2 separate regions of the Zea mays genome follow, and region 2 is linked to region 1. The links are chromatin contacts, called in public Hi-C maps. All regions are on one chromosome and are shown on one strand. Each heading gives the region's core, a stretch centred on a gene start, on an enhancer-like site or on the middle of the called end of the contact. The rest is flanking DNA. Distances are from core to core; before and after follow the strand shown.

Region 1 (2,700 bases), core at 60-2,559:
TCCAATGAATATTTCGCGCCAACATCACGGCCGGCCTCGAGAGCGGAGTTTTTCTAACCCCGAACCAGCAAGAATCAGCAACCCTGGTGGGCGGTGGCGGGGCTCCACCCACCACCTGATCATATCGGGCTCAGCGTGTGTTGGGAAATGCACATTTGGGAAACTGGGCAGGCAGCAGCACCGCAGCAGGCATACGTACATGGTCGAAGCCAACACGATTGTTTGTATGTGTGTCTGTGTTTTTTAATATATAACCTACGTGGCCGCATGACCGATTGACTGAGTTCCAGTTGCAACGTAGTACGACATCAGAAAAGAGGGGGGGCGACAAAGGGCAAGAGCATTGTGGTTGTTTGCAGCTAGGCAGGTGCTAGATGTGTTGTTAGGAAAAAAATATCCTTAGGCTAATCACAGTGATGATTTCATGTCCCTATTTCCAAAAATACCACATCAGCTTTGTGGATGAATGAAACAACCTCTTTTAATAAAGAGTTTCATCTTATTATTTCATATGTCAACGTACTTCTTAAATGCTGCATATAAATAACCAATATGATTTACTCAATTATATAAAGATGAAACAAAACACTCTCAGTGGAGGTTTCACGCAGTTTCTAATACCTTGGAAACGAGTTAACATGGTTTCATCCCCATGAAACTTCATGAAACTCTTCCTTCTTAAATTATGTGACATGTCATCAAAATAGCTGATGTGGCAGACTAATTAATACATGAAACACCTCATGAAACCTCCATTGTGATTAGCCTTAACAACAGAGTTGCAGGACGTACATGTAGTCCCAAACAAGTGAAACGTAAAAACCTCTTGGAGGTAAGTATTTTATCGATATAGAGCTGCGTACAGTTAGACAGAGACCGGGCAACAAGCAGAGGGAAGGGCAGGCTAATCCTCCCAAAATGCAAGCTAATAAATCGCAACCTGTTCATCTTTCTGGTGTACTTATTTCCTTTGACCCCTGCGGCGACCCTTTCCCCCTGCGGCCTAGCTGGGCTTTTCCAAGCGCTGGCCTGAGCCTGAGCCTGATCCTGATCCGGTCGGTCTCGCCCGGCGCCCGCCACCACACCGCAGTCCGGAGGATTAGTTTAAGCCACAGGTTTAAAACTCGCACCACACGCGTAGATCACATCGACGCTAGCCCACATGGAACAAAACTAAGGGTACTAATTTAAAAAACCCAATAATAATGGCCTCGTCAGCACAGGTCGCAAATACCATTCTCGATCGCCGTTCGTGTGTGTGTCCCAGCTTTGATATAACTATGTTCTGTCACTCACGACCAAGACGACGACGACGACGACTACGTACGACGGACAGGGCCTTCGATCGCTTCGCTTTGCCCACGGCCCCAACTCCCAAGATGCTTCGTCTCCCGAGTCCCGACCCCGGAACTAGCCGTCGCCGTCGCTCTCTTCTCAGAGCCACTCAGCAGTCCAGCTCCAGCGGCCTTCCCACCAAAACCTGCAGCACCGCACGCACATGACATGCCTAGCCTAGCTCCTCTGCCTGCCTATATATTCGCCTTCCTGCAGCGATGCCCCCCTCGTCCAAGCGCAAGCGCAACTCGCTCCCCAGCGCTCCTCCTTAATTAATCCCTTGCATGCCTTCCAGCCGCGCTCGCGCCTCATCAGGGACGGCGGCGGCGGCCATGGACCCGTGGATCGCGCAGCCTTCCCTCAGCCTCGACCTCAAGGTCGGCCTCCCCACGCCGGCCAAGGTCGTCTTGGTCGAGGAGACCAACAATTTCTTGGCCGTCAGCAGGACGAAAGACCGGGAGGTATGTGTTGTAGGCGCACGATCGAGCATAGCTCGTTCGCTGGCCGGACTACGTACGTACGACACCGCCGCGATGACTTTGTGCTGATTGGCCACTGACTGGGCCGATACAGGTGGAGGCGCTCGAGGCTGAGCTCCGGCGAGTCGGCGACGAGAACAAGCGCCTCAGCGAGATGCTGCGGGCCCTGCTGGCCAACTACACCGAGCTGCAGGGCCAGGTCAACGACATGGTTGTGGTGGCCGCCGCCGCCAACCGCCAGTCCTCCACGTCGGAGGGCGGCTCCGCGGCCTCGCCGTCCAGGAAGCGGATCCGGAGCGACAGCCTCGACACCGCCCCGCACCACCAACAAAACACCCGCAAGCCGTCGCCGTCGCCGCCGTTCGCGGCCCACGACCAGATGGAGTGCACGTCGGCCGCAGCCACCGCCGCCGCCGCCTTCCACCACGAGCCGGGCAGCCGCGTCCGGGAGGAGTGCAAGTCCAAGGTGTCCCGGCGATACGTCCACGCCGACCCCTCTGACCTCAGCCTCGTAAGTAACGGAGGATGCCGCCCGTGCACCATCGCTTCTTCTTCTTTTTTTCTCTCGCGCCGGATCAGCGTGTGCGTACGGTACGGTCAATAATTATTAACTAGCTCGTGCCCCACGTTGAACAAATAAAACAAAACAGGCGGTGAAGGACGGGTACCAATGGCGGAAGTACGGGCAGAAGGTGACCAAGGACAACCCCTGCCCGCGCGCCTACTTCCGGTGCTCCTTCGCGCCGTCGTGCCCGGTGAAGAAGAAGGTGCAGCGCAGCGCCGACGACAGGACCATCCTGGTGGCCACGTACGAGGGCGACCACAACCACGCCCAGCCTCCGCGGCACAACGGCGGCGGCAGCAAGGCCGCGACGAGGTCGACGCC
Region 2 (2,700 bases), core at 89-2,588, 280 kb before region 1:
TCTCGGTGCTGATCGGAGGCATCCTGCCCTTCGGCGCAGTGTTCATCGAGCTCTTCTTCATCCTGACATCGATCTGGCTGCACCAGTTCTACTACATCTTTGGGTTTCTGTTCCTGGTCTTTGTCATCCTTATCCTGACCTGTGCAGAGATCGCCATCGTGCTCTGCTACTTCCAGCTCTGCGGCGAGGACTACCAGTGGTGGTGGAGATCCTACCTGACGTCTGGCTCGTCAGCGCTGTACCTCTTCCTCTACGCCACGTTCTACTTCTTCACCAAGCTGGAAATAACGAAGACCGTCTCCGGCGTCCTATACTTTGGCTACATGCTCATTGCCTCCTACGCCTTCTTTGTGCTCACCGGCACCATTGGCTTCTACGCCTGCTTCTGGTTCACCAGGCTCATCTACTCTTCGGTTAAGATCGACTAGAGAGTAACAGCTGCAACACTGCTCCGTGGGTTTTCGAAATCAGAGATCAAGAGAGAATACTAGGTAACGAACCATCAGAATTTGAGAGGGTAGTGTGCGTTATTTTTATAAGGTGGAACTTCAAACGTAGGGTGCTTATTCAGTGCTTTAGGGTTTTTACAGTTTGATTCTGGAACACTAAGTCAGTTTACTTCGAAGTCAGTATTTTCAGTGTGTATCCCTTACAGAAGAGGTGTCTGATGGTATAATTCAACTACTTAACAATTTAACCATATGTTATGTTTGGTGAAATTATGATGGTATTAGCAGTTTGATTCAGCAACATTAAATGTATAAATTAGTGTACTGGCCACACCCCACACAACAAGTTTCGGTTACAGATGCTACAATGAAACGAGCTTAACATTTGAACCACATATCTTCCGTGGTTCTAATAATTAAATCACAAGGGAGGCTACTTATTCAGTAAGAAAATTGGCATGTTATACATACATGGATAACAAGATAGTAGCACTCGAGGTTTTTGCACATATGGAACACATACATAACACCCGCCAAAGAGCCTAATCCTATCTTATTTTCGGAACATCTCGGTAAGCTAGCTAATCGACGATCTCCACGGGCCTTTTCTAAGCTCGGCTGGCCTGCTGGTCGCGCCCGTTCTTCTTGCTCCCGAACATGACGTAGCTGAGGCCGCCAACGACGATGAGGCCGCCGACCGCCAGCGTCGTTGGGCTGTAGCGCCGTAGAGGGCTCGACGGATGCGCCGATGCCGACCCCGCGCGCTTGAGCGGGTCTTCTGCCATGGACGCCCACGCGTACATCTTCTCCGGCCACATCACGCACACACGGTGCTCCTTTCTGGATTCTGATGATGGCTACCTCCACTACACGGACTAGGAAGCTCTGTGTCCTGTCCTGCTCCGTGCCGAAGCAGCTTTATGGTGGTAGCAGGTTAAGCGGCAAGAGGACACGCATGGAGTTCGCGTGCAAGCGTGACATCGTGGCACTGCCACGTGCAGCATCAAGTCAACATCCACGCACTGGTGTTTCTCATGAATGAACTACTCCTCCGTTCTCTATCTTAAAGTCACTTAACGAAAGTATTTTCTAAGTTAAATACTTTTAACTTTAACCGTTAGTAGCAAAATATTCATTAATATTACTGAATAAAAATGAAACTATTAGATTTATTATTAAAACATCTATCACAATATATATATTTTCTAATTTAAAAATAATTATTTTTATAAATATTATTAGTCAAAGTTTTAAAATATTAATTTAAGATAAATCTTCGTGACCTTAACATAAGAAACGGATAGAGTAGCCAGATGGAAGACACTGTTTACTGGGAGCTAGAAGCGTCAGGAACATGTTTTGACGAAATCATCTTATATCCTATCGAGCCACCTGGATGTAGAATTGGTCGGTATTATTTGTATAAACTGTAATATGATTTTCTCTTATACAGCACAGGGATCATGTCAAGAAGGTTACAATTTTCACCCGGATTCTCGGTACTCATGCCGTAAACCTCTAAAAGAATGGTAATTTACATCGGCAGAGGTTCAGGCTTCTGATCAAGTGCCTCTTAACAGGGTTGAAATTGATTCATCGGTCCTATGGGAGGAGGGCATATACATTCTCTACAAAGGCATCAATCTCTTGTACTTGAAGAACCAAAGAAAGGAGCAGAAGATGAAAACGCCGGTCACTGAAGTAATTACAAGGACCCACTGGAATGCATTCTCTATTTCGAAAACTGATGTCTCAAAGTTCATCCCGAATATCCCAGCAACCACTCCGAAAATGGCCACAACAAATGTTGCGGTCGTTAGCAGCAATTCAAACTGGATCAGCTGGTTCCGCACATTGTCCTAGGAACATATGGAAAGTCAAATAAGTTACACAGACCAGCAGTGTGAGAAATGCATAAACTCTGATATTCATATCCCGAATAGAGAGCATAAAATATGCTGGCATACCAGCTGAATGTTGATGAAGTCTTCAGTGTCATCGATGTACTCTTTAAGCTGAAAGAAGGAAAAACAGATCATCAGACCCCTTTCACTCCTATCACATTATTACTACACATAGCATAGCCAGATTTAAGATATGCTGGAGATATGGCTCGGTACCGATGTCAGCTTGTTCAGAGTGCTGTCGATAACAACAAAATAAGCTTCCAGTAACATCTCCAGCTCCTGGATATGCTCTGTCATTGTGTTATCTGAGCCCTTCGTACTGTCATGCCTACTTCTACACAAAC

Evidence for each region. Hi-C and Micro-C count contacts between places; a contact is called where the count stands out from the background.
Region 2: a Hi-C map of endosperm shows a contact between it and region 1, with 2.4 times the contacts expected there. The contact joins the promoter of LOC100279138 here to the promoter of LOC103638821 in region 1. A contact is called at or near these places in 3 of 25 Hi-C or Micro-C datasets (bundle sheath, endosperm and leaf).

The regions. Positions count from the first base shown.
Region 1 is chr9:108,441,124-108,443,823 of Zm-B73-REFERENCE-NAM-5.0, reverse strand. LOC103638821 (WRKY transcription factor WRKY28) reads left to right here and starts at 1,309. Exons shown (of 3, transcript XM_008661631.4): 1 at 1,309-1,796; 2 at 1,909-2,325; 3 at 2,465-2,700. The coding sequence starts at 1,620.
Region 2 is chr9:108,721,839-108,724,538 of Zm-B73-REFERENCE-NAM-5.0, reverse strand. It overlaps LOC100279138, which reads right to left and starts at 1,338. Exons shown (of 1, transcript NM_001364560.1): 1 at 743-1,338. The coding sequence starts at 1,267. The coding sequence ends at 1,058. LOC100283261 (MRS2-10) reads right to left here. Exons shown (of 5, transcript NM_001156163.1): 3 at 2,570-2,700; 4 at 2,417-2,464; 5 at 1,847-2,308. The coding sequence ends at 2,078. It overlaps LOC100383626, which reads left to right. Exons shown (of 7, transcript NM_001176274.1): 7 at 1-701. The coding sequence ends at 428.